Regions from separate parts of the Mus musculus genome. Here regions 1, 2, 4 and 5 are each linked to region 3. A link is a contact called in public HiChIP or PLAC-seq data. All regions are on one chromosome and are shown on one strand. Each heading gives the region's core, a stretch centred on a gene start, on an enhancer-like site or on the middle of the called end of the contact. The rest is flanking DNA. Distances are from core to core; before and after follow the strand shown. Region 1 overlaps Mecom (MDS1 and EVI1 complex locus). Region 2 holds the start of Mecomos (a long non-coding RNA gene). Region 3 overlaps Mecom (MDS1 and EVI1 complex locus). Region 4 overlaps Mecom (MDS1 and EVI1 complex locus). Region 5 overlaps Mecom (MDS1 and EVI1 complex locus).

What was found. HiChIP or PLAC-seq counts read pairs in DNA pulled down with a chosen protein or histone mark.
Region 1: a contact with region 3 is called in a FOXA1 HiChIP or PLAC-seq map of pancreatic cancer cells. The contact joins two enhancer-like sites. A contact is called at or near these places in 1 of 484 Hi-C or Micro-C datasets (cranial neural crest), 1 of 115 datasets of contacts at active chromatin or transcription factors (pancreatic cancer cells) and 1 of 9 other capture datasets (embryonic tail).
Region 2: a contact with region 3 is called in a FOXA1 HiChIP or PLAC-seq map of pancreatic cancer cells. The contact joins the promoter of Mecomos here to the enhancer-like site in region 3. A contact is called at or near these places in 14 of 39 promoter capture datasets (the 3T3-L1 cell line, 3T3-L1-derived adipocytes, the HPC-7 cell line and 9 more), 1 of 484 Hi-C or Micro-C datasets (liver), 11 of 115 datasets of contacts at active chromatin or transcription factors (craniofacial prominence, embryonic basal ganglia, embryonic forebrain and 8 more) and 3 of 9 other capture datasets (adipose tissue, macrophages and pancreatic islet).
Region 4: a FOXA1 HiChIP or PLAC-seq map of pancreatic cancer cells shows a contact between it and region 3. The contact joins two enhancer-like sites. A contact is called at or near these places in 1 of 15 datasets of contacts at CTCF or cohesin (the NIH/3T3 cell line) and 4 of 115 datasets of contacts at active chromatin or transcription factors (craniofacial prominence, embryonic forebrain, embryonic hindbrain and 1 more).
Region 5: a contact with region 3 is called in a FOXA1 HiChIP or PLAC-seq map of pancreatic cancer cells. The contact joins two enhancer-like sites. A contact is called at or near these places in 1 of 115 datasets of contacts at active chromatin or transcription factors (pancreatic cancer cells) and 1 of 9 other capture datasets (embryonic tail).

Annotation. Positions count from the first base shown.
Region 1 is chr3:30,102,962-30,108,278 of GRCm38.p6, reverse strand. The region is part of intron 2 of Mecom (MDS1 and EVI1 complex locus); the gene reads left to right. Among named protein-coding and RNA genes, the nearest start is that of Mecomos, 86 kb to the right of the region's middle. Within about 2 kb of position 2,563, at least 82 of the 459 cell types and tissues checked have an H3K27ac peak or open chromatin away from gene starts, as enhancers often do. A contact at or near this core is called in pancreatic cancer cells, where this site is marked.
Region 2 is chr3:30,016,478-30,021,932 of GRCm38.p6, reverse strand. It overlaps Mecomos (a long non-coding RNA gene), which reads right to left and starts at 1,993. Exons shown (of 3, transcript XR_003954597.1): 1 at 1,793-1,993; 2 at 1,380-1,462. All of the region lies in intron 2 of Mecom (MDS1 and EVI1 complex locus), which reads left to right.
Region 3 is chr3:30,477,965-30,483,397 of GRCm38.p6, reverse strand. The region is part of intron 1 of Mecom (MDS1 and EVI1 complex locus); the gene reads left to right. Among named protein-coding and RNA genes, the nearest start is that of Mecom, 29 kb to the left of the region's middle. Within about 2 kb of position 1,512, at least 22 of the 459 cell types and tissues checked have an H3K27ac peak or open chromatin away from gene starts, as enhancers often do. A contact at or near this core is called in pancreatic cancer cells, where this site is marked.
Region 4 is chr3:30,211,283-30,216,764 of GRCm38.p6, reverse strand. All of the region lies in intron 2 of Mecom (MDS1 and EVI1 complex locus), which reads left to right. Among named protein-coding and RNA genes, the nearest start is that of Mecomos, 190 kb to the right of the region's middle. Within about 2 kb of position 3,059, at least 45 of the 459 cell types and tissues checked have an H3K27ac peak or open chromatin away from gene starts, as enhancers often do. A contact at or near this core is called in pancreatic cancer cells, where this site is marked.
Region 5 is chr3:29,974,034-29,979,505 of GRCm38.p6, reverse strand. It overlaps Mecom (MDS1 and EVI1 complex locus), which reads left to right. Exons shown (of 16, transcript NM_001370769.2): 9 at 2,160-2,247. Among named protein-coding and RNA genes, the nearest start is that of Gm52621, 20 kb to the left of the region's middle. Within about 2 kb of position 2,720, at least 20 of the 459 cell types and tissues checked have an H3K27ac peak or open chromatin away from gene starts, as enhancers often do. A contact at or near this core is called in pancreatic cancer cells, where this site is marked.

The sequences.
Region 1 (5,317 bases), core at 1,314-3,813, 380 kb after region 3:
TTAACAGTTGGGAGACTTGCGGAGGGCACAGTTCTGGTTAAAGTATATGAAAAAGTATTACATATTTCACGGGCAGGTCTGGTCTCCTGTTGGCCACCTGCTGGGACTGAAATATCCCACATCATAATGAAGGCAGGTTTGCAGAACTCTTGTAAATACTTGAGCCCCTGCAATTGAAGACAGCAGACAAAGGCGGCTTTGGGGTCTCCTGCAGACTTTGGAGGGGTCGCTCTGTCAGGCTGGTGCTCCAAATGAATTTGGCAATATATTATTCTGCACTTGTTGAGTGGAACATGCAAAAATCGCCCAGTTGGGGTTTTTTGCTGTCCTGAGTTTACACTCCTAGTAACAAACAGGTAACCTTGGGTGTTTTGAGTATTTTTCAAAGTAACCTTGTCATGTCATTCTACTGGTATTGGCCAGTCCATTTTCCCATACCTGTGTGGAATTTGACCCTCTATTTTCAAAAAACTAAACCAACAAAACAAAACAAAACACTAAAACCAAAACCAAAACCAAACCAAACAAAACCTAAACCTCAAATTAACCTGTAACTTTTTTTTTTTTTTTTTTTTTTTTGTCAATTAAATGGTTTATTCAATCAGATGGGAGACCAAACCTGCTTGGGAATATCTATAAAGAATTTTTTTTACAATATTGTAGTTTTTCTTATAAAAACACTTAATTGAAATGCCTAAGAGCTGCCCAGCCCAAAAGTCAATAAAAACCCTAGAATAGAGTTTATAAGGGTTGTCTATGTACATAATTAAATCCTTCAGGCACTTTAAAACTCTGCAAAATAAATGGTTATGCAAGAATAGCCTGCTGAGAGAAGAAACGCTTGTATCAGCTTTAACCAGCTACCCTGTGTTCCGTCTTTCTGGGCTGGAATGAGAAAGCTATTAGAATCCTGGAGGACTGCGGGCCACATACAAATCATCTTTGTTACTCACACTTGGGGGGTACTTTATAGTGGCTGTCAAGACCAATACAAAACATGGTTTGTGTCTGAAAAAGTCAAGTGCCATTACTTAAGAAAGAAGATACTAGCTACCCAAGTCAGTGACCAACATCCAGGATGTTTACTGAGTTTCCTTGTTAGAGAGAGGTACAGGTTTATTATTGCGCCCGACTGAAGTAGACTGACATGCAGGTTTGCATTCTAGATTTGATGGGCCAGCAAAGGTTAATTACTTGCCGTGATCTATGTGGAGCAGGAATAAAGGAGATGAACCATATTTCGATTTCATCAACGTTCTTCGGGGAATATATAAAAGGATGCTATTATTATGTGTGGGTAGGGGTTGGTGCGAAGGGGCGGGGGCATTAAAAAGAAAGTTGTCTAATGAATGTAGCCAATAGAAAAGTCCAAGGTTTTTTTTCTCCCCCCTGGCCCCTCCAAGTTATGATAAATGATAGCACACGGGAAAGATAACCTAGCAGGAGAGTGGGATCGCCAAGGCCAAATACTAAAACTCCCAGCTGACGGGGCTCATACACTGCAGCCTCTGTTCATGTTTATTTTTTCTGCTCACTCTTGGTTTCGTCAATCAGTATGATAGACGATAAGTCCTGACTAGAGCGGCCCGCGTCCTGCTCTCTCACGGTGGGTAGCATGTTGTGGTTGGCGCCGCGCAGTCGGAGCATCGCCCGCACCCGGAGCAGCAAGGGATGAGGTTCGAGCAACTTCCAGCAGCCAACTCCTTGGAGAATACCAAACAGGAACGTTATCAGCAGAGAGTGGGGCTGCCAAGAAACTGACCACACATTAGTACCTTTGTTTGGGTAGAGTCTAAAGGGGCTGTAGCTCAGACTTGAGACACTTTCTGTTAAATCATCCCTGGTGTTAAGTGTTAAAAGAGAAGCTTGTTAAAAAAAAAAAAAAAAGAAAGAAAGAAAGAAAGAAAGAAAGAAAGAAAGAAAGAAAGAAAGAAAGAAAGAAAGAAAGAAAGAAAGAAAGAAAAGAAACCAGGGCTGATGGCCCCAGGCAGTCCTGTGACAAGACTCTTCCCAGTTAGAGACTGAATTTGTGGACTTCCTGAGCTGAGGTATATAAATGGACATCAATTTAAAGAAAAGGAAAGAAATCCTTTTTAGTCTCCTCTTTACTTGTAAATGCATCTTTACTTGTAAATGCACACTATCTGCAGCAAAACAGCATAAAAATTCCTGCAAAAAGAAGTCTGTGGGCACAGTGGGGGTTGGGGGCTGAAACACTTCTTAGGTCGCCAACAGCTCATCAGATAAATGGAATTTCCTGACTGCTATCCACAGATACTAATGTTGTTTATTTAATCCCTCAGAACTAACACTCTGCATTTCTTCCTAAATTGTTGGTTGTTTTTTGTTTTTTGTTTTTTCCCCTCTATTTCTCTATTTCAGACACTGGAAACTTTTAGAAACATTTTGATATCACTATTTTTTTTCTTAGTTCATTTTGTAGGAGCTTAGTGAGTATTTAAAAAAAAAAATCAAGAATGTCCTGACTTGATGCAGTGAAGGAGCCAAAGTGAAATTCTTTTGATATCTCGTGATGCAACCAGTGGCCAGACATTTCCTGTTCAGCGTTTCCCCCTGGGAATTCGGGTTTTCTTCCTTAAGAACACATGCACTGGACATCTCCAGCACTGCCCTGTCTGAAATTTCAAATGAGTGACCCACACCTTCCCTCCAAAGTGTTGCTTCACAGTAGGAAGGGAATGTAAACCGGACAGCTGGCTGCCTACACAGCTTTTCTTTGCTTCAGAAACTTTGTGGACTTGCTAGAGAGTGCTCCTTCCTACCTTCAGACTCGGTCCCTAAACAAGGCAAGCATTTTCTCATTCCGACTTCGCGTCCCTGGTGCAGTCCCTTGGAGCTGCTGATGTCTGTTAAGCTGAAACTCAACACGGGAATATTAGTTTTATTTCGGTTAATTATGTTACTAAGAGCTCATGAACCTTAAGATTTAGGGCTGGTCTGTTTCTAGTTAGGCTGCCAAGTTTTCGGCTTGATGGAGGGGGTCTGTTTCATTCTCCGTGGCCTCTGCACCTCCGTAACCCCTGACTTCCTCTTTTCCTGGATCGCAAGTTTACGTTCTCCCCTTCTGTGAGAAGATTGAATGCTTATTCAACTCTGAAATGACTATGGTCACAAAATATCAACAGTGATTTTTAATAGATCTGTGCCTATCAAAATATTGTTGCTGAATAACAGGGTAGAGGTAGTTGTGGCTGCTGATAGTAAGGAATCCGACTGTTAATAAAAAGCAGACAGGGGCTTGAAACAGTACTTCCAGAGTTGCAATTTAGACACTTTATATTACTTTATTTAGTGCAACACCTGCAGCTACTCACATTGCTGGTGGCTGAAATAATCCAGGTCCACACAGGGAGAGTATTAGAATTTCATTGTGCTATTTGTGCTTACTGTTTAAGCCCTCCTCATAGGGGAAAGCATTAGCTAAGTGTACAGTAGATAATAAAAAACGGGATTTGGCTCATCTGTGGCCCTTAAATCTGCCTAGTAAAAACCTCCCTTTGTAATTAGTATCTGACTTCCCTTGTACCTCTGCTGGGCACCTGGGGGTGGGCAGTGCCACAAGCTGCCACTTGTTAACGTTTAGTCAGTTGTCCCCACAGTTTGTGGATTTTATGATCAGGCCCTCTTCTGAGCCTTGGCCAGTGTGAACTTCCTAAGCTTTCTGCAGATGCTATAATGGATTTCGGATGGAAGATGATTGTACCTCAACAGGACAAAGAAGGTGCTTCACATTAAAGCAATAATACAAAGTCATTCTTCACCTTTAATTGACAGCCCAATTTAGATTTCAGAGGATGCTTTCTAGTGATGTTCTATTTTAATGTGAACTCCAAAGGGTTGATAAACATCAGTATATAGGTGTAAAGAGTTCAAATCAAAAAGTTTCCTCATCCAGGCCAGAGAGAGAGAGAGAGAGAGAGAGAGAGCGCACTTGAGGCTATTTCTCATTCCTGAAGAGGTACACAGTTCAGTGGATTCCTACCCCTCGACTTGAATTGCTCAGGGTCCACTGAGACAAGCCATACTGCTCTGCTTGTTTGGGGGTCAAAGAAGTAATCACTAAGGCCTTCCTTCAGAATATTTTTAAGCGTTTAGGGGAGATAAATAGCATGCGGAGATTTTATAATCATGATCCGAGTTTCCAGATAGCTGTCCCACTTCCTAAGCTCTGCTTGCTGAAGTTTATTTGGTCACTGAAACATTAAGCTTAAGCAGTCCTGTTCTTTCTACTTTATGAAAATGTAGACAGGAAATTATCAGCAAATTGCTCGTTTAGAATTAAAGGCAGGAAATGAACTTCAGTAGTTGAATTCTTGTTGTAAAAGCTTCTACCTAAAGTACAAATGAAGCCAGAAAACCATGGGTTTTTTTTTGTGTTGTTGTTGTTTTGTTTTTTGTTTTTTGTTTTTTTTTAAGTCTGAGTTTGCTATATCAACACAAATAGACTTAAATGAGTGTCCTATGTTTCCCCCAAATGCTGATGCATTTTTTGCAGGATCCATAGCTATTTGTCACTAATTTCCTGACAATCTAAAACTATAACTAGTCATCCTGGTTTTCTCAACCTCTTATTAAAAAATACAATTTCTTAAATTGCATTAATAGATGAATGTAGGCTATGACCCAGAAATCATAACTCTGTCAATTTATTACAAAAATATAAACATCTCTTCAAGTTTGAAAACTTGAAATTTCAGAACTTTCTATTAAAGCCTTGCTTATAACACATGAATATATATTCCTAAATAGTTGCTAGTTTCCCTCCATGGGGCCTTTTTTTAGCTATTCCTTTTTGAAGCTTGTTAATCAGATTTTATTCTTTGTGTGTTATATTGTTAGTATGCCCAATACATCAGTGGTATCTACAAAATAATTCCTGCACTTAATTTTCTTTTATATTTTTGTGCTGTCACTTTTATTTCTCCCAATATTTCAAACACTCTAATATTCTTTAAAGTTTTCTTTATTGGTATTACATTATTTAAATAAACCACAGACATAATTCTCCCCCAACCCAATGATGTGTACCGTGTCTGACTGCTTTGATTACTGTTAAGGAAAAATGAATTGCCTTACATTAAACTAGGAAAAAACCCTCAAACTTCAGCCTAACTTTCAGCCATGCACTTAACCAAACTCCAGGAAGTCAGAGGATGCTGGTGTCTAAAGTTATCTTATTTTTCAGTTTCTTAGAAACTCATGTTTAACACTTCTTTCAGTATTTTAGAACTTATACAAGGAAAAATTATATGTAAGAATGTATAGTATTCATCTGTTATTATAGATCCTTGCTACA
Region 2 (5,455 bases), core at 744-3,243, 460 kb after region 3:
ATAATTTTCACTGGGATGCTTCAAGAATCAGATATATTGATGTCAATTAGCCCCAGGATGTCTGTTATTAAGAAGGACCTCCTGTGAATAATCCTCCAGGCAGGGTGTGCTGTTGTGCAGCATGGTTCTTGCCATAGACTAGGTTACAAGCAGCTTAGAAGATGTTGGGTGAGCATGACAAACAAAGCCAACACTTCATCTCCTCAATCTATGGCTCTAGTCACTGAGTGACTGGGCCATCAGAGGCAAGAGAAGGAGCCATAGGAACCCAGTTAAAGGGTCAAGAGCATGCACTTGTGTGCTCATTTCTCTGCTATAGATCGGTATAGGAGGAAACTAAGGGAAAGGGCCTGGAAGCTGAGCTTGACGTCAAGTTGTAGAGGACATTGAATTTTGGATCAGTTTTTTTTTTTTCCACCAATAAAGTAGGATCTAGTGTAATTTTTATTTAGTTTAGTTTAGTTTGAAAAGTGTGGGTTTTTTTTGTTTGTTTGTTTGTTTGTTTATTTATCGATTTTTTGCTTTTTTTGTTTTTGGTAAAGTACATTATTACAGCCTTGTTATTTCAGAAAGATGAGTTTTCACTGTTAAAAATGCCATAGAAACTTGTAATGATAAGAATTCCACTAGGACCATTCACATGGGGAAGGAGGAGGGAGAGAGCAAATCAACTCGAACAGGTTAACAAAGCCAATGCCTGGCCACTTGGGGAAAGGGAGAAGGAAAAATTTAAAATAAGTTGCAGCAAAATCTAAACTGAGCCCAGGGAAAAGGCTGACACAGAAATGAATTTGGGGGAGAAAGTAGCAAAATGGCCAGGATTCTACTCTAAAACAACAAAAATGGAAGACATGTTTGTGGCCGAGTCCACAGACAATGAGCTATGTATCAATATGTATCAACTGATTCCTCTGGGTTGGGGGAGGGGGCTGGGGGGGGGCAGCATCAACCAGCCAATATCAACCAGCCAAGGATGGCGTTCTTTCAAATGTGTCCTCATGTTTTATCATAGTTACTCTCACAAAGACGTACAAGTTTAGTGTAGTTTACTGTGAAAAGACACCAACTGAAGGTAGCCGTGTGAGTGGCTCCATCTTCTAAATCATGGTGCTTCTTAAGGGCAAACCTGCTACGGGAGCTGGCTTTAATCCAGGAGAGAAGCCCAGTGAAGGAGAAAGGCTTTGGACCCAGCTGATACCAATCAGTAGGCAAAAAGGAAGAAGTAGGGGGTGGGGGAGAGGTAGATAAGATTTAACCTGAGGTCACCAAGGTAAAGTGAATTCCAGGCAGAGTGACAATAATTACATCAGCACTATCAACAATAGTAGTCACTTTGTATTGACCAAATGCTGTGTCCCATGCAAGATTCTACGACTTACGTTTAGTGCTTCATACGATTCCCTCACACTGGGATAGGTCTGCATTTCAATGACAAGGTCCTGCAGAAGGTTGGGCAGTAGATCTGGACAATATAAAACAAAGAAATGAGTCAAGGGTGTGCAGAAGCTGAAGATCTGTGACCAGATCATTACAGTCATTCAGATGGATGGTCCCAGGCATCCAAGTTTAGGCTCACTAAGACCAAGCACGCGTCTGGTCAGCAAATACCTCTTTAGTACTTGTTTCAGCTTAGACCCTAGGCAACAAGGGGTAAATTATACCTACCTAATTCTCGTTTTTCTGGCATGTGAAGTTTACCAGAGGACATTGTAAGTAAGGCATGCCTTTTCTGACCTGAGGGGCGGGTGTGATGTGTGGGCGAGCACGCATGCGCGCTCCTGTTCGAGCTTACCTCTTTGGGTCCCTGTTCACCTTTGTTTATAAGGCTCTCTTGCTGATTAGCCTGATTAGCAGAGGACACAGTAAATGGGAATGGAGAAGCTCAGGTGCATGCCAGACATGGACAGACATCTTCCAGGGAAGCAGAGCGAGAGCGAGAGAGCGAGAGAGCGAGAGAGAGAGAGAGAGAGAGAGAGAGAGAGAGAGAGAGAGAGAGAGAGAGTGAAAGAGAGAGAAAGAGAGAGAGAGCAAGAGAGCGAGGAGAGAGAGAAACAAAAAAAACCCAAACGAATTGTTAAAATTCTCCTCTCCCAAAGTCAAGATAAGAATTAGGGCAACTGACGTTGGAGCAGAACAAAGGATTAAAAAAGTACAGTCACACTTGCAGGCGGGACTAGCTTCCGTGTTGTGCATACGTGGGTGTTTACTTGAGTCTGGTATACAGACACATTGCAACTTACTTATTTTGACCTGTTCCCACGGAGTCAGAGCACCTCACGCTTACATTACCCAATGGATTTTCCCAACACTCTCATTATGCTGATATTATGAAACTTGCATGGAAATCAACTCAAAGGTTAAGTGACTTACCCAAAGGTACACAAGAGGAGTGGAGGCGAGGCGTGCATGCCTTCCAACTCACTCTCTCCACAGATTAGAAGGCTGAAAGCACTTTTGAGTAAGTTTCTAAAACCCTGGGGAGGACTTCGACCCTGGAGTTATTGCACACTGTGCTAAACACTGTCTTGAAAAGGCTGAATTAATTAAAATGAATAAAATAATGAAAAAGAAAAAAGCAATTCGTACAGAGTTGAGGTGAGTTCCAAACACATTAACTGCCTTAGTTCTGCTCCAGCATAGACATAAGAGAAGATTTGGCATTTTGAGAATGACCATGGTTAGTTTTCTCTAGAAACTGAAGATAGTTATAAAATGCCCTCAGTGGTATAAAAGATGCCCTTTATCCTATTGGCACAGGTGTACGTTGTGCGTTTTGTGACTCTTTGTTTCTTAGACTTGTGAGTATATATTGGCTTGTCTCTTTTTTTCCTTTTGAATGTGTTCACATCGAAAGCATCAGACAGTCAGATAAGAGAAAAAGAATGCTATTCTGTGCTCCCCTCCCACTTTGCTGTGTTTTATTAAGCTGCTTATTTATCATACGGTGTTCACTGAAACTTTAAAAGAAGCCTTTTTGTTGTGATACTTCAGCCACTCAGCATAATGGCTCAGGAAATAGATCAAAATAGCCAAGGAAAATATTTTAAATATGGCAGCTGTAGTTGAAGTTTGGGAAATAAATCTTTGAGAACAATAATTTATTCACTTGAGCTGTTGTTTCAGCAAAGTATTTCATCTTAGTTTCAGAATAGTTGCTATTCATTACTAAATATGTTTAAAAATCGAAGCAGAGAAATTGATTTCATTCTTTCCAGACATCCTAAAAAATACTCAGGTGTTAAAGTTGGGTGCTGTATCGGTAAAAGCAATCAGATAGGGATTGTGGCTATGTGGTTAATTAAAGGTAGTAGGCGCCTTCGGGGTAACTTTGCATCATGGACTTATGGAGGACTTCACACTGTAGGGACAATAACGTGGCGCTCCTTCCGAATGTGCACAGTGCTGTCCTACAAAGACATCAAGATGTGTAGGAAGTCAACCCTCCTGCAGTCCTGCCAAGCCAGACTGACCCCGGCAAATGAAAATAATCAAAAGTAATTAGAAGCGTGCTGGATGACTCCTCCGAGAGCCGAGCGGGAGAGTAAACACGCCCGAATCCTCGAGCCACTGCAAAGGCCCATGTCTGAGCTGTTAGGTGCCCTGACCTTGTCCACATAAAGATGTGATTTATGAAGTGCAGGGCACAGCAGCAGGGCTTCTGTCTTCTCCTGGAGAACCAAATTACTGAGGCGGAGATTAACATGGCTTCAGTGGAGCCTGTTTCCAGACCAGGGGAAATTTTTTATTTACCTTTTTTTTTTTTAAACCTTTAATTTCCTTTCTGTCTGTCTGTCTTTTCTTTTTTTCTCTCTCCTTTTCTTTTCTCTTTTTTCCCTTTCTTTTCTTTCTTCCTTTCTGCAGCACCGTATTGGTCAACTTAAGAAAAGGAAAAATAAATAAATACAAAGGAAGAAAGGCAGAGAGTCCCTCAGAAATGACCCAGGATCTCTCTGGAGAGCCATGCTGACAGGATGCTCTGGGGGTGCAGTCCCTTTGTGCCTATAGCTTGGTGTTTGGCTGGGCAGACTGCAAGTCTGCCTACCAGTATCCCAGAATTCAAGTTCAAGTTTGTGACATACTTCCCTGATAAAGCAGCATAAATAATTAAAGTCAAATGGAACATTCGTCACATCGGCTCCCTTGGCTTTCTGATCTAGTTTCTGCACCTGTGCATTGAATTTTATTCAAATTTCATGGAACAAAAAGATTTAAAAGATCTGATAGGTGGTAAGAATTTGGAGGAGTCGGAGGGAAGGAAAATGGGGTAGCAATTGTAGAGGAATCAGCGACACATCTCTTGAGTCCCAAAATAATACTGAAATTTTCTTACCTGTGTCTCACTTAAGCTTAGGTGAAAGTCTGACCACTTCCCACATTGCCACTGTGCCGTGGAGAGAAAGCATTGATTTTCTTTTTAAACACACATCAATATCTATACACAAAGCTAATTTAATTAGCAAGCAGTTATTGTTCAGCCAAATGTCAATTTCTCAAATTATTTCATGCTTCCCAACTGTATGAACGGTATGAAGCAGGATTTCACAGATAGTCTGTGAAGGAGAGACTGCATATGAGATGCCCCCCCCCCCAAAAAAAAACAAAAAACAAAAAACAAACCCATACATTTGCTTGGTGTTAGAAGAAAAAAAAAAGTCAGACTTGGAGTTCAATGGCTGCTTAGCCACCCCAAGAACCCAGAGCTGCAGAATTAAAAAGACTATACTTAGGCTGAGGTTATAAAGGGCCTTCCTCTATAAACTCAAAACATAATGTCAGGGTGAATGGGAGCCTACTTTATTAACTTTATGGTATTGAAAACTGCCAGCAAGTTGTCTTGTTTTTAAATACCGTCCTCTGCAGAGTGTTACAGGGCCGTTTGTCCACAGGAAGCCATTAAAAGTGGACAGTGCAGTCATTTCATCTGGCTTTCTGTGGACTGCTTTTCTTTCTTTTAATGATGTGCTGGCATGTACCATGCCCATAGGGCCTCCATTAGCTGGACTCTTGCTTCTGGGACAACCCTGAAGTTTAAGGCTTAAAAGAGGCATCGGTTTACAGTCCTGTGGGAATCACTTGGATACTGGGGCGCTGACTTATTACCGCTTTAACTAATATATTGACTTATTTTAAATAAACAGTTATACCATGAAGGCAGAACCCATGGCCTTATTGGAAATCTTTGGGCCTTTTAAAGATTCTGCAGTCCTTGCAGCCTAGGGAGGAAGGGAAAGGATTGCGGAGGGTTTATACCCATTTCAAACCTGGAAGAAAATGCATTAACCCCTCCCACCCCAGCCTGGCCATCAACCAGTGTGTGACTCCTAGAAAATCTACCCACTCTGCTCAAACTGAGAATTTCCCAATGTTGTCTTCTTGGTAAACAACAATTAAGAGCAATAAAGAAAAGAAGCGTGCCATGGCTAGTACTGAAAAGCGGTTTAAAAGTATGATTATT
Region 3 (5,433 bases), core at 263-2,762:
TTATGAGTCCATAGTTGTGTTTATTGTTTTTTTTTTAAACTTCAAAATGTAGCTCCTTTGTTCAAATACAACTCTAAATGTTGAAAAAAATTTAAACTTTTAGAATAGAAAGATCACATGTGATTAGTTTTGGTGCAACGCCGGTGAATGGCTTTGGAGTGAGATCAGATGTCCCTGCTCTGGGCTGCTCTGCAACAATTCAGCTAGAACAGGCTTCTTAAGCTGCCCCACTCACAGCTTTTCTCTGCCTAATAATTTTGTTAGATAAAACTGGGTATATAGGTCATAAAATATACACATGAAACACTTATTGAGGATAAACCATATGAAAAGTATTTTGAAACAATTCCTTGGTATATGTATGATTTTATCGTATTAGATGTAAAAGCAAATTTGCATCTCAGTGAGCTGGGTATGCTTGTTTCCTTTACAGAAAGCCCTCCGTCTGAGCTGACTTTCTGATGCTGGGAGGCAGAAGCCAGACTAATCCTCAGCGTAGAGTACAAAACAAAGAAGCCTTAAGACCATTTCAAAAATTGTTAGAAACTGGTCTAACCCTGAACAATTTGTTTTAATGAAACTCAAGTTAGTACCTTGAATAACAACTTAAAATCAAATCTTCTATGGGGCCAGTGAGATGGTTCAGCAGTTAAGAATACTTCTAATTTTCTAGAGGTCCTGAATTTGGCTCCCAGCAGTCATGCTGGGCAGCTCACAAATGCTTCGGAGTCCAGCCCCAGGGATCCAACACACACACACACACACACACACACACACACACACACACACACACACAGGAAAAGAAAAATAGATGTTAAAGAAAAAAACTCTAGCAGAACTTAGGGGTATGCTGTTTTGATATCGACATGCCGAGGAATCATGGAAGAAAAATGCTAAAGTTTGTTGCTTGAAACTAACCCTTTGCTTCTGGCCTCCAGAGGCACCACACACACGTGATGCAAACATGTAGGCAAAGCACCCATACACACAACATAAATAAGTTTTAGAGAAAGAAATTGTTTTAGGAAGTTTCATTATGTCCTTGTGGATAAAGTCATGATAAGGGCTGCACAAGACAGCCAATGGAATGACCACATCCAAAAATCTCAAGGGTTCTGACACGCTGGGGTATCTTTGGTGAATGGTGGTGTAGTCATGTACTCTTGCCTCATCTTATATTGGCAGCCTTGATGCAGAAAGGATGCCGCATAGGTTTCACAGATGTCTTTACTGATGATGTAGACAGTTTGAAAGATAGCACAGCATGTTATAAATGACTTTTTTATCAAGTTGGAACTCTGCTCTGTGACCTACAAACGGCCATTCAGGAGTCACTAGTGCAGACTCGTTCGCTTAGGTTTAAGAAATTAATTGCATAATTATTGTCTGGCTTGACAGCAAATTCAAGCAAAGAGTAATTAGCTGAACAGAAGCTCTGTATGAGTAAGAGATAGCAAGAGGCTTCAGCGGAGCTGGCATTCACTTAGGGGGCAATAAAGAAGTAAATCAGTTACGAGGTGACCCACCCCTGTGCTGAGTGTGTGAGTCAGAGCCTAGCTAGAGTATTCCACATTGTGTACCGGTTGATACGTTTGAAGAAAGACACTGACAATCGGGGGCACAAAGCCGAGGATGGGATAGATTACGAAGAGTTTGCAAACTGTGTTCTAGCAGTTTAATTAGGATAAAATAGGAACATTGAATTTTTTTTTTTTTCAAGACAGGGTTTCTCTGTATAGCCCTGGCTGTCCTCACTTTGTAGACCAGGCTGGCCTTGAACTCAGAAATCCGCCTGCCTCTGCCACCCGAGTGCTGGGATTAAAGGCGTGTGCCACCATGCCCGGCTAGGAACATTGAATTTTATGCACTCAGATAACTGAGGATTCAAGCCAATAGAACAGTATTGAAAGATGGATCTAATTTTGATAAGGATGTGCAGGGAAAGGGAACTGTGGAGAAGACTGGAATAACTGAGTCAAAGATTTACGAGCTCTACCAAGAAAACGACAAGCCATCTCCTTAGGGTTAGGCATAGAGTGCACAGCTGGTGTCTTGGGAGATGAGACCGACATTGTGGGCTGGGGCAGATGACTCTAACTTTGAGTGTGACACCAAGTTGTGTGTTTGCCTCAGTGGGGTGTAATCCAAGGTTTATAACCTAAGGACCAACCATGGTAATGCCAATGATAACAATAAAGTCTGTGCTAATTTCAATTCCATATAAGCACTGTCAGCTACATATTGTATTCTCGTGTCATAGATTAGAGAGCAGGGGCCCAGAAGCCCAGAAACATCTCCAAAGACACAGCCTATTTAAGTGGCAGCATAGCGACTTGGCCTTGAATTTGTCTTCTGTCCCCTGGACAGTGCCCTGGGAGTACTGAGGGGGCTGAGCTGCCTGCTCCAGTGGGCCTGTGCCCACCCACGTGTGCTGCACCATCAGAACGCTGTGTCCTACCACAGACCCTGGACTGGCATTTCATTTGCCTCTGCTACTTTGGAACTACCAGACAGCAAAACAAAGCCCTAGAGATAGAGGAAGCCGATGACTTAGAAAACAGTGATTAAGAAGCCGTGTTTACTTTTTGGATCCTGAAGCCTTTCAAGCTCAAGTTTGAACACCGAGTCTTGGGCGGTGCATCCTGACTCCGGTTCAGGCCAAGAATTGGGTGTGTCTAATCTAGAGAGTGATTTAAGAGTACTTTAGGTTTGAGTACTCCCACATGAACATTACTCCAGATACAGAAGTTTAAATTCTGGCTTTGCAGACATTTACAAAAGGAGACCCTTTGGCCCTTTGTTCAACTCCTCCTGCTGCCCGAAGGCCTTGTAATTTTGGAGCTACTTGGGTGGCACTGCTATCCAGACAAAGGTTGGCTAGAGTTGGGGCACTCCTGTCCACTGCTTGCATCTATGACTCTTGCCAGTCTCAGTAATCATCAATAGGAGAGTTAGGTATCAAATGAAGGTAAGCAAGGCAGGGGCTGTGGGTTTCTTTTTTTTTTTTTTTAAAGATTTATTTATTGATTATATGTAAGTACACTGTAGCTGTCTTCAGACACTCCAGAAGAGGGAGTCAGATCTCGTTACGGATGGTTGTGAGCCACCATGTGGTTGCTGGGATTTGAACTCCGGACCTTCGGAGAACAGTCGGGTGCTCTTACCCACTGAGCCATCTCACCAGCCCAAGGGGGCTGTGGGTTTCTAAGACTCCCTGAAAAGTCCTTCCTGTGGGCCTGTGAGAGATGGCTCAGCAGGTACAGGTGCTGGCTGCTGAGGCCCCTGATCTGAGCTTCATCTCTGGGCCTCACACGGTGGAAGGTGAGAACTAACTCTCCCAAATTGTCCTCTGACCTTCACATGCATGCCATGGAACACATGTGCTTTCACATACATCTCAAAATAGCAAATTTATAAATGAACACTAAAAGTTTTACTGAGTCACCTAGGTGTAATTGCAGTACTCTGGTGGCAGAGACAGTAGGATTGCTGTGACTTTGAGTCCCACCAGGTCAGTCAGGCTTCATAGTGAGGCTCTGTCTTGGAAAAACAAACAAACAAACAAACAAACAAACAAACAAACCCCCAAGAAAACCAAAACAGAACACCCCCCAAACCAACTAAAAAACCTTATGAGTATGACCTTAGAAACTGTAAATGAAGGTTAAAACCTATCCTATTAGTACTGGTTAATGAGCATATTTATCTTGTTGCCTGGAAAGCTGTGTGTGTGTTATTGTAAGGTGTATATGTGTGTGTGTGTGTGTGTGTGTGTGTTGTGTGCATGTGTGCATGTATATGTGTCTGTAGGCCTATTTCTTTTCCGGAAGACCCAATGTTAGTTCAGTTAGGAGTATAGCTTTTCTTTCCTGTAACCATGTGTCCATGGCATCACCATGTTCTTACTCCTGCTGAGGCTGTTCTGTGGCTGTTCAGGCATCCTAATGGGCCCTGTGCTGTGGTAGGCCAAATGAGCGCAGGACTGTAGCGTGGACACCAGCCACTCTCTCAGCTCTCTTTGCGTCCCCACCCTCTCTCTTTTCCATTTCTGCATATTTTGCTTCCTCTCTGACTTTTTTTTCCCTTCTGGAATCTTAGTCTACTTCTTCAGTTTTACCCCATTCTCTTCCTCTTCAGACCACCCTTGGCCTCTCTTCTGGAGTTGGCTGATCTTGGCACATGGGTCATCATGTTTGCTGGACATCATGAGGCCTTCCCTGAAAAGGCACGTGGAGGTCTCTGTGCTTGCATGATGGGATAGTTTGGGGACCATCTTCCCAGTGGTTGATCTATCCAGGGGGAATACGTGGGTGAAGTGTGTGCTTTCTGTGTGCAGCAGATGGTGCAAACCCCTAGCAGGACAGTAGCGTGTTGACGGGACTTCCCCTTTGTTCCTTGAATCCCATTTCCATTAGTGATGTGTTAGTGAGTGGTGTGAGGGGCTCAAGTGCAAGCTTCCCCTGAAACTTAACTAGCATTTGTATATCTATCTTCTGCCAAACTGTGCAGGTACAAGATGAATGGGAATTCGGGGGTCATATTATACCCCAGTTACATACACCACTATTGACCTCCTGAGAAGTCTGTTTGCGAGGCCAGAAGATGGTAGCTAAATTGACAGTGTGTTTCACTGAGGGGAAGAGAGAGAAACATCTGCTTTTATAATAGTCCTCTTGTCTGGATAGCTATATGCCATTTGGTGTTCCAGAAGAGTTTCAGAATATACTGGCGTGTTTCAATGACTCAGAACTTCCTGTTTTGTGATTTTTAAAAAGAATGCCTTGGGAGGATGGTGATGTTCACAGAATTCTGCGTTGTCTAAAGCTATTCTCAGTCCCCAGGTTATCGCAGGGGAAGATTGACTGGGAAGCTCCACGGGATAGAAAACAGATGACGGGTCAGGCCACTGCTTTGCTCTTCTGTGCAGTGTTTGTTGACACTGTAGTGGGACACAATGAACCTACTGTTAGAGAGCTGAGGGCCAAGAGGTGCAGCGAGGTACTCTAAAGGATGCAGAGAGAGCACATCTAAGCCGCCTCTCTCTGCTTTACAAGATCCTCTCCCAGAGGGCTTCCAACATTCAGACCACAGCAAAGAAAACTGGGGTCTGGAGGTAGAATTCAGATGTGGATCAGCTCCCTACTGATCTAGGTTCAGTGCCGTCTTCCAGAAAAGAGGAAAGGAAGAATAAAAGTAAAGAAAAAAAATAATGTAATGAATTGCCGAAGATGGATGGCCACAGATTTCATGAGGAACTTGAGAGACTGAAATATTTCTGGGTGTCGTTGGCTTATGGAATGATTTTTTTTCTGCCATTTACAACCAAAATCTGTATCTCCGACATCGAATATTTGACTCAGAAGCATCAGATTTAAGAGTCTGGATATGGATATGGATACACACACATACAAATACACATATATGTGTATATAT
Region 4 (5,482 bases), core at 1,810-4,309, 270 kb after region 3:
ATGAATGACAAAGGAGATGTAGAGATGTTTCAGATTTGAATTCTTTGCCTTGCTGTGCTTTTAGCTAGCAAATAACGACCAAATTGATTAAGTTCTAAGGTTAGAAAAACCTACTTCATAAAGAAACTTGGCCTCCAGAAGAGAAGAACAGCCAACTTTTGGAACACATGCTTGTCATTGCCAAACTAGAGGGCATTGACACGATTTTCTGTGATGCAGAGATGAATAGCTTCTCCCCATTATCAGTCTGCCCATCTGGGGAAAAAAGGAAATTAGGTTCCTAATTAGGTGAATTTGGACTAAAGAGGTGGGGCCTTGAGGGGATGAGGAAAATTGAGAGGTAGTTTATGCCATTTCAGACTAATGATAGGAAAGGAAATGAAGAAGAGCTGAGCCTGAAAGGTCACTGGCCTTATTAAGGCAAAGAAGAGCAGATCTGCAACAGCCTGTTACCTGCAGGAGCTTGCAAGGTGTCAGGTTCTAGGGATTGTCTGAGATGGAAATACTCTGAAAAGAGGAGGGGCAAACATCACTATGCATTCTTGTATTGGATGATATTTTAATATTACCAGAGAGAAAAAATGATCCCTACCCATTTTATAAGTCGTTGCTGCTCTGGGCTGTAGTTTGTTATACCTTTGTCTAATGCAATGTGAAATCAGTAATACTTCTTTTAGAGGTTAGTTTTCATGGATAACACAGGAAGTAGTCATTTCATTCACACACACACACACACACACACACACATATCCCTTCAAAAAGGACACACAATTTTATGAATGAACTATAGCATAGATTTATAATTTTTTGCATATACCTAATTATTTACTAAGGTATTTAACACCCAGATGTGTAGTACTTTCTGATGTTCAGGAAACTTTAGGTTTTCTTAATAATTTAATTTATCCAAGTACTGACAAGATGCGTAAAAATGTGGATTTTTCTCTTCAATTCATCAGAAGTGTGATATAACATTGATACTGCTAAATTAAGCAATAAACGATAATTTATATAAAAATTTTTCCAGCAACTTTTTTTTTTATTTTATTGCTATAGATGAAATAACAAGCATGTTATTCAGGTATTGAGAAATGTGAATCAGAGCAGTTTGGTGATAAACTTAATACTTTAACCATTTGGAGTAGGATTATGTGTTCGCTATCAGCAGACCTGTAGCCATAAACAATTCACTTTAACCATTTAATGTTCTTTGTAAGCATTTGGCAATTGGAACTTGACTTAACTTGGGTATACTTTTATGCAGAGTTCTTCTTCCTTATTACAAAGTCATAACCAATTGAATATTTCAGATTCTTTTCATTCTAATCCAATCACTATAGTCCAACTCAGAGCCTTCTTACTGCTTTGCACACACACAACACACATACACACACACACACACACACACACACACACACACACACAATCATTAACTACATAAACAATGTAATTATTTCAGAGCCTGCATTTAAATGTAAAAGAAAAGAGGCATGATTAATCATAATAGCATCTTTTTATTTTATGAATGTATCCCAAACATTATCATTTATAACTACAAAACAAGATAGACCTCTTATTCAGGAAGGGAGATGGCTCAGCAGGTAAGGATGCTTGCTGACCTAAGTTCCATCTCCATGTCCCACCTGATGGGATGATTCCTGTAAGTGGTCATCTGACTTCCACACACATATCCTAGTATGTGTGGATGCTCTTCATCCTTCACATATACACCAAATAATCAAGTAATGTGAAGTTAAAGAATAAGAATTATCAATTCAAATCTTTATCCAGTTGTCAATAAAACCCTTGAAATCAGGTGTGTATATTAACAACATACTTTAATGTGCTGTAACAGTGTGGCTACTGACTGCAGCATTTAACAGAGCCGTATAGCATCTAGAGAACTCCACTATCTGTAGTGGGATGAGTTAAGCTAGTTAATATGCTCCTGGAAGCAATAAAAACTGCCATGGGGGAGGGCCACAAGGCCTCACCCACTCATCTCGAGAGTAGAGAGGACTCTGAAGGTCAGGCCAGGTCAACAGCCTGCCCATGGCTGCCCTTGATGAGCAGACGGCACTTAGATTCAAGATTTCTTCCGGAATTTTAGATTATCTGGAGTCCAATGCTGCTTTTGTTAATTTTGAGCAACTAAACAGCCAGAGTATACAAAGAGAATCAGAAATTAAGATGGTCCTGAGGTCAGGATGGCCACGTAGGAGAAGCACTGTTCACTGAACTTTCCTACATGGCATCATGATTGTTTTTAGAGCCCACCGAGTTTTTATAAATGGACATTGATATTGAACATAGAGGAATTAACTTTAGATAATTTACCTTGGTACTCCCCTCAGACCTATGGAAAATAGAGGGCCTTTTGTTTCATTCGACATGAGTAACTAGTGGTTTTAGCTTGATTGTTGTGATTGAAACCCCAACAGGAAAATGACCGGGTCTCATGTTCATTGGCCCATGGATCCCAAAGAGAAAAATCTGAGTGTTCTACCCCTGCAGTTTTAGACTTTAGACAGTGTCAGAAATTAGCCCCGCCTGACAGTGTCAATAAAATGCTACTGATTAGGATGTATGTGGAAAGGAGAAATGGGAAAAGATAGGAGTCATCTTTTGCAGGATCTTTTGCTGACAGTATTGATCCTGGGCTAACATTCCCAGATGAAATGAGCCGGGACAAGTTGAGTCATAGGATAACAACGCTGCCATCCTGCGGAAGCAGTCTCAGAGAGAAGCAGTACAGCCCTGGCTGTGAAATGAAACCCACAGAGCAGCCAGTGAGTGTCCCTGAGTCTCCCTCAGCTGCAGACTGCATACCTGTGTCCATGGGAGGGCCCTCCACACAGCATGAGCTAGCCAGAAGTGCCAGAGCCAGAGAGGGGATGCTGTCCCCAACAAGATGGGGTGTGTAATCGTATTGTCCTGTCCTGTTTCCACTCCCCACAGTAGAAAATCCTAGGAGGCTAACAAGGCAGAGGATAATGAGAAACATGCCAAGGTAAAAGAAAGGAAAAAGAGGGAGCAAGAGTGAGGGGTCTAACCTACGAACAAGAAACAAATGTGATCAATTACTCCAAGTGTGACGCTAGCAGATACCTTATCTTATGGCTCCTTTAAATAAAAGCCTGATTGTTACCAAATGTGTCTAAAAAGTGAGGAAGAAAAACACATTCATGAAGGGGAGCGGGTGAAAGGGAAACACAACTTTATATGGATGTCAAACAAAACAAATCCCCCCAACCCCCATGCAATTCAGTTTCTAGTGAAGTGGTTAACAGTGGCCTTCTCTGAGCAGGCAGTAAAATGGCTCAATGTTTGAAAAATAAAAGCACCCGACATGACTTGGGGCGGGGGAGGGTCATCCGAACAGGAAACGACCACTGATGGTTTTGCATTCATTCGGAGATGTTTGTTATATTTAAATTATCTGACTCAAATATTTTAAAGGGGAAAGCCCACATGGTGGCAGGAACAGGGTCTGATGACAGAGGGCACAGGGGATGACTCTATTCACCTTTGAATCACCCAAGGCACTCATTTTCACATCCATATCTTCAAGGGTGTTTTTATCTAAGATATTTCCTTGTTCTATGAATTACACGAAACTAGCAATTGTACTTTTAGTGCCATTCATCTTTAACAGGACTGCTTTATGCCCAAGCAAATGTGTAGCCTGTTTTAACGATGTCAAGCAGAGCAGGGAACATGAGGGTTAAAGCTATGGGGAGGACTGAGGCCTGGCAGCTCTGGGCTGCATACTCCCCCAGCTCCCCGTAAGTGCACTAGAATTAACACCATTCCTTTCTTGGAGATCCTGGGTCAGTAGGTGTTACAGGATTATGTTATGAGGTGTGACTATGGGGCAGTAAGACTGTTTTTCACCCTCCACACACAGAAAGAGGCTCTTTTGACTGCAGTGGATAAAACATATTAAATTTCCTTAGGGCCCTCGCCTCTGGTCCTTATACACACACACACACATACACACACATACACACACACCATAATCGCACCCCCCCCCCCACTGTTAAGGAGCTTGGGGAATGGCAGGTGGAGGACTTGTTTTAGAGACAAGAAGTGACATCTTCGAGCTGAGTGTCTTGCCACAAGGATGCCGAGTGGAAAGTAGAGACAAGCTCCATTTCCAGACGCTTCTACATCACCCCAATAAAGGTCTAGCCTCTTGGAATCAGATGTTGTCCCAGCATGGTAATCCGCACCAGTGGGTGGTTTTGTGAATTATCTGCTGCATGTTTAGCTCTTGACAGTCGGTCAGTGCATCTGGAGTATTTATGTGTTGCACTAGACAGTTGCCCACTCTTGGCTGGTGCTCTTCTGTTCTCAGGGGCCTGCCACCCACCCAAGATCTCTAATTGAAACTTTGGTTTTCTAAAGTGAACATACCTACATTCATTTGACTTTCCAAAATAGAAGAATGGACTATGGCTGTCGCAGAATTCTCTGTGGGACATTTCCGTTCATTTAGAAGGCTGATGAGTTCCTTGATGGACTCTTTTTGCTTGTTTCTACCTCTTCCTTGTGTTTCCTTTTTGATTGTCGCTAATCGGACTATGTAAGCAACACAGGGCGATGGTAAAATTAAAATACCACATAAGCAGGTCTCCTTTGTCTTTGTAGAGAGGCCATGTTGTTCTGTGGCTTCTTTGCATGTAATTCCAAAAGGTTTATGTGAAATTGTATACACACATAAACACATTATAGGCTTATAGACAGAAGTCTGTTTCTTGCAAATGTCTACCTATGTTTTCATAAACCTGCTTTAGTTTTGCAATAATATGTCAAAGATTATTTTACTCTGTTTAATTTGTTCATTTAAATATTTATCTAATTATATAAACACACATATCCCAATTATTTAATCTGTCTGGCTCAGAGGCACACACAATCAGTATTTTTATTATGTATCTTTCTAGGTACATGTGTTTTTATTAATTTACACAAATCTGCTTTTCTCTTCTTTATGCTAACAGTATATAGTGAGCACACATTTTTTGAGCTTGCTTTTTTGACCACTTAATAAATGTTCTTGTGGTCATCCAACTGCAGTGTGTAAAGGACTTCTTCCTTTTTGTTGATTGCACAGCAGCCTAATGAATAGATGTATCATTCTTTAGCTATTCCTGCATGGTTGAGCATTGGGGTTGTTTTTATTATTATACTTTCTCACTACTGCAAACAATGCTCAGTGAGTAACTAGGTTACATTTCTAATTATTTCACTGTTTGCTCATTTACCTTGCCAATACTAATCAATTGTCTACAGAGCAGCAAATATGGGTTTTTTTTTTCTTCTTAAGCATAGCATGATGCATAAATAAATGATCCTTTCTGCCAGTCATAGGTAAAAAGTAGTACTTCAGTGAATAACATTCCTCCTACTTATGGCACTAGGGTTTTTTTTTTTTTCTCAGATAGTTGAGTATCTCGCATGTTTCTTTCCTTGCTCACAT
Region 5 (5,472 bases), core at 1,471-3,970, 510 kb after region 3:
CCACCCCTCCTCCTTGTGATTATGAGGTTTAATCAAATGAACTCATATTCTTAAATTCGGAAATTGACAGATTAATTTGGACTTATTTTTGGATGTCTCTGAAATTGAGGTTTTGGAATAGACCCACAGGATTTTTTTTATTTCGACAATACACTTATTTTCAAACATTGTCAGGAAGTGGAAAATATGAGAAAGTCATCTTTAAAGCAAGGCTCCTGAAGGATTAGCACTGATATGCGTGGGCGTGTAAATGGGTTGCTTATTTAGAATGACACAAGACCTAGAACGGCCTGTCTTCTCTTTGTTAACCCAATGGTATATATTGATGTGTGTACTAAATGCATTCTCTTTCTAAATAGATCTCTTAGAACCCCAAGTATGTGAAATAGTAATCACAAAATGGCTTTCTATTTAATGAGTAAGTTGCTTAAAATAAATCTATTTAATCCCATCATTACTTAGTTTCCTTTAGTATGTGTAAGCATTCTATAGGTAAATCATATACGTTTCATAGAATGTGTTTTACACAATATATTGTAACAATTACCACAAAAAAAACGATTTGGTTTTTGAATTTTAATTTTCTTTAACCATCATATTTATTATGCCTTTTACAGAGAATAGGACTTTTCAATTTACTCTGAAATTCAAATTCTGAATAGTCTCAAGACTTTGTGGAACATGTGGACTTTTTAATTGAATTTATGTAGGATCGGATCATTTTCATAGTGTGCCTAGTGCTTCTTAATGAAGAAACTTGGCATTACTCTTTCAGTCAGTAATACTGATAAATAGCCTCTAGTTTAGTCAGTGCCAGAACCGAAAGTCCTTGTCAGTGTCTTCTTCTAAAGTTTGCTAGTGTGCTAAAGACTGTCTCCATTTCAACAAGAGAAACAGAAGAGCCCAGTACAAGAGCACGATAACATGGGCCAATCTTCACATTCCCGAGGCTGAGGCAGGAGCATCACAGGTTTGAGGCTAGCTTGAGTCTATGTAACAAGACCATATCTGGGGGAAAACGAAGACAATGTAAAATGTTCTTGTGCTACCAGTGGTCATGTTTCAGCACTGATAGAATACCCACTATGCCATCTTCATCACCTCTGACCTTCCTCAGCCCATGCCTGCTGACTTCAGTTTTATGGCTCCAGACCTTTCATTTTTTTAAGAGGCAAAGTGTCATGAAAAACCCCAAAGCCTAGTGTTAGTGCCAGGCCCAGGGTACAGCTTAGCCTTGCAGCCTCCAGAATTTTCACTCTGAAATGGACCTCTTATTGCTCACTTCAGTAAGTAAAATAGTAGATCTAAAATACAGTATGAGTAAAATGTCGTGAGTTCACAGCTATTATGTTTCAATGGCATTTTCCAAATTTGTTCTTGACATGAGCCTAAAACTCCCCATGCAGCCAAAGTTGACCTTTATCTCCTAACCCCTTCTTTCATTTCCTAAGTGGTCCCTAAGTCTGGCTTTCAATTAAAGCTTAAATGTGCTTACATTTTCTTAAAAGGTAATTGACAATAGCTGGTAAGAATGAATCTGTCTTACATCACTTCTCTAGATGCCTAACTGCAGAGAGAATGCGGGGCATGTTTAAAGTTATTCCTATTTTTCCAAACTTACTTCCTACCTTCCCTTGAAAGAGAGATAGAGACTATTTGAACATTTATATACCCATCTCAAACATATGTTGCATATAAATGTATGTACCTGAGCCCATCTTGAATATCTGCAACAGAGCCTAGCTAACTTGGAAGTTCCCTTGCACCCAATAGGCAGATTTATGATCACTAGAGTGGATATTTAGAAGGATGTAGTAATTAAATCATCCCAGTTTTCACCGGCCATTTCAAACTCTTCTCATGTCTTTGCTCCGTCTGAGTCAGAAGAGTCCCAGCCTTGTACAGACTCCTGTTACTCAGTGACAGCAGCTTTCAAACTCCCTTTCCACCCTAGTCATCAAGTAGGATTTTTCCATTATCAAGTGGACTTTCTCCCTTTGAGGACTTAGAAGTGTCCAATGTCCCCTTTCCCAGGAGTGGTCTCCTTTTAAGTGTGTCCCGGTGAGAACTTCCTTCGGCTTTGCTTCTTTGAGTGACACTGGCTGTCCTGTTACTGAGATTCAAGACTGACTCTCCCAAATCTGATTCTAACCTTTCAGAGTAGAGAAAAGAAAGTTAACTGACCCGCTTGAAGCTTTGAAAGAAAAATACTTGAGACCTTCTCCAGGATTCTTGTTTCACCCGCAAGTAAGTAATTTGGATTTTAGATGTCAAGCTTGTAAACTTGTTGATCCTAAGAAGCAGGTGCAGTGGATTGAAAGAAACTTTAATAACACTAGTATTTCCTATGACGTTGCCATGCAAGAACACAGGAAATTTTAGCAAGACTAAAAACCCAAGCTTCTTAAAAGAAAAAGTCATCAGTATATGTGTAAAAATAACATTGTTTGGGTGTTAAATTGCTATGCGCCTTAACTGTTCACCGAGCTAAAGTGCATGTTGGAGCGAGTCAGACTCAGCTAAGGAAATAAATATTGAAGTCGTCTTTTGTGTTTAAAGTTTCCTGATATGAAGATATGGATCACACTGTGACTCGTCCCAACCTCATGAAGGTCACTCCTGTCCTTTCAGTGCTTAGATAAAAACAGGAAATGAGTCTACCTGACAAGTTGTTACCATAGAGGGTGAAGGAATTTATCTAGACACCACTGGGCATTCCAGGGAAGGTCTATAATTGCACAAGAATTCACCACAATACACAGAGCTATTTACTGAATGGAGCCAGGCCCATTTATCAAAAGACATACAGTTTCTCTTTGCAAATCGGTATACTGAACAGTGCTATCTTGTGGCTTCATCTCTGGGTCGCCACCCATTTAATTTTCTTTTCTGAAGACTGGTTTACATATTAATCCACAGCTAGAGAGTCATATTGAAAGTGCAAACATAATGTCTGGAATCTGCTTTTTTAAACTCACATTTCATTTTGTTGTGCTTTGTGTTTAAATGATGCAAACTCTGATCTTTAAAGACACTGAAGGTTTTAAAGAAAATACCTGACAATTTGGTACATAAATTTGTTCTGTTGTAGTATATCCAAGCCATAAATGATAGTCCTCTAAGTAAACTGGTGAAAATCTCTTCCTTTTAGGTAGCAAAGGCATTAATTTGTCTTAGGATAGGAATCTTACCTTTTCTCTCGTGTTCTTAGTTTTTCAATTTTCTTCCTTAATACCGAAACAAGCATGGGAGAACAGAAATCCAAACATCTGTTTTAGTTATACATAAAAACTTACTTCTGTTCCAAAATTCCCACTCTAATCTAAATTGAGAAAATATATGCTTAGGTATCAAAAATTCCAGGAACATTCCACCATGGATTTTATAAAGGAAGGTTAAGGACTAATACTGTTTACATAACCCCTTCACAGAAAGAGCCAAGTGCTGAAGCAGTGAATGTTTATCGGTAAATATTTGATATTTATGCTGACCTAATAACACTTGCAAGGGTTCACAGTGTAATAATCTAGAATACAAAATGCCCTGTTTCAGATGTTGCATAAAAATACAACTCTCTTGGTATATTCTTTTCTAATTATAAACAAAAGCACACATGCATCTATATTACTGTATACATTTAATAATAGTAACCAGGTTGCTTATCTATTTTTATTATATAATAATAAAATAGCAGTAAAAAGCTGAATACTCTAGGGTATGATAGAATGAAGAAAATGGGAATGGGGTTTAGAGTCTGAGCAGTTTCTTCTATCTGGGTGTTAGTTTTCTTATCTATGAAAATTTTCTGAACATGTTGACTTCAAGGTACCCATGGCCTCTAAAAACCAATGGCCAGCCTTGGTCATTGTGCCACTTAATAAAGTGGTTAAGTTCATTTACCAATAATTACATGTCTGTAGGACTGTATTATAAATGTGGAATTTATTTATATTTAATAAGGGAATATGAAGGAATGTGTTATATTTTAGTATTCTCAAAGGTAACAGTGAATATGACAGGTAAGGGTTGTGCCCATTGCTCACAGCAGAGTAGTGGCCCCTCCTGTAGACCCTCTGAGGAATGCCATGGGAATACAGGGGGAGTGTATTTCCTTCCCACCTACAGTGTCACATTTTGGTGTGTAGACTGCCTGTTGCTGCGTGTGGTTGTTAGGACCCAGTAAGGACAACAAAAGTTAATTTGCAGTACTTAGTGTGTCCTAGATCCGACAAATAGAAGTGGATTCCTGCCATTCTGTATTCAGTGTCAGTATAATGCCAATATCATATGTGCTGGGCAGTGGGGAATGCCACAGGGGACTTTGGAGGGACAGAAGTGGTAGATAGATATTCAGGGTGCCTAATTCACAAGCTACTTCCAATCTACAGTGGAGCACTGTTTAAAGTGCCATTCCTGCAGTCTTAATAAGTAATACTTAGTAGGTGAACTCCTGGGATGCACGCAGGAGAAGCTCAGCTCTAACTTCAAGTTCACTGTCTTAAGAGAGGTCTGCTCTTTCAGAAAACTGCTCATGTCCCAGTGTTAGTCATTTTGTTTGTTTGTTTTTGTTTTTGTTTTTGTTTTTTGTGTTCTATCAATTCCATTCTAACCTCAACTAATAAAACAAAGGGTTTGGGATTAGGAGTACCTGTGGCACAGTGTTTTTACTATTTATAATTAGTCAGAGTGTTTGGTTTTGAGGAAGATTGCTTAGTTCTTTGTGTATAATAGGAGAAAACATGGCTTTACAGGGTAGCTATAAATGGCAAGGTTTACCAAGAGGGTATATTTGACACTGTGTCTGGTTTCTGAAAGAAACTAATGGACATCCTTAGAAATGGATGTGCAGGTCTCCCGTGGTGAGGATAAAGTCCCTGTAGTAAGCATCTCATGTCCTGATCTACTTTCTAAGCCATGGCTTCTCCATGTACCCTGGGCTGTTTAGAAAGGTGGTTATCGGGTCCTTGGTATGACCATACTATGTAGATGCTATAAGCAAACACAGAAAGGTTAGCCCCTGCTATCAGGGTTTTCCACAATTTAACAGTTAAACAAATGCTTTGGTAAGACCATTTTAAGACTCTTCCCATTCAAAATTCACCGAAGCACATGTAGGAGCTGCTGACATTCACTGTCTGTTTTTCATGCTACCACACAACAAAGAAGATATCACATTCTAAGATAGCAGATTTCTATTGGCACATTTTCTCAGTTGCTTTAGAAAACTGTGAAGACATATACCAAGTTTGCTTAATGGCATGCCACAAAGAAGCTGAGCTTTACATTATTTTAAACACAATCCCTCCAAACAACTCAGTCTTTAGACAATAATAAGAGAATAAGTCAATACATATCTATTGATTTTTACTGAAAGACTGTTAGCCTATCTTACTGCTTATGGCATTACAGTATTTTAAATTGTGTCAAAGTATTTAAAACATACATACTCAGATATGTTCAAATTAAGAGAGA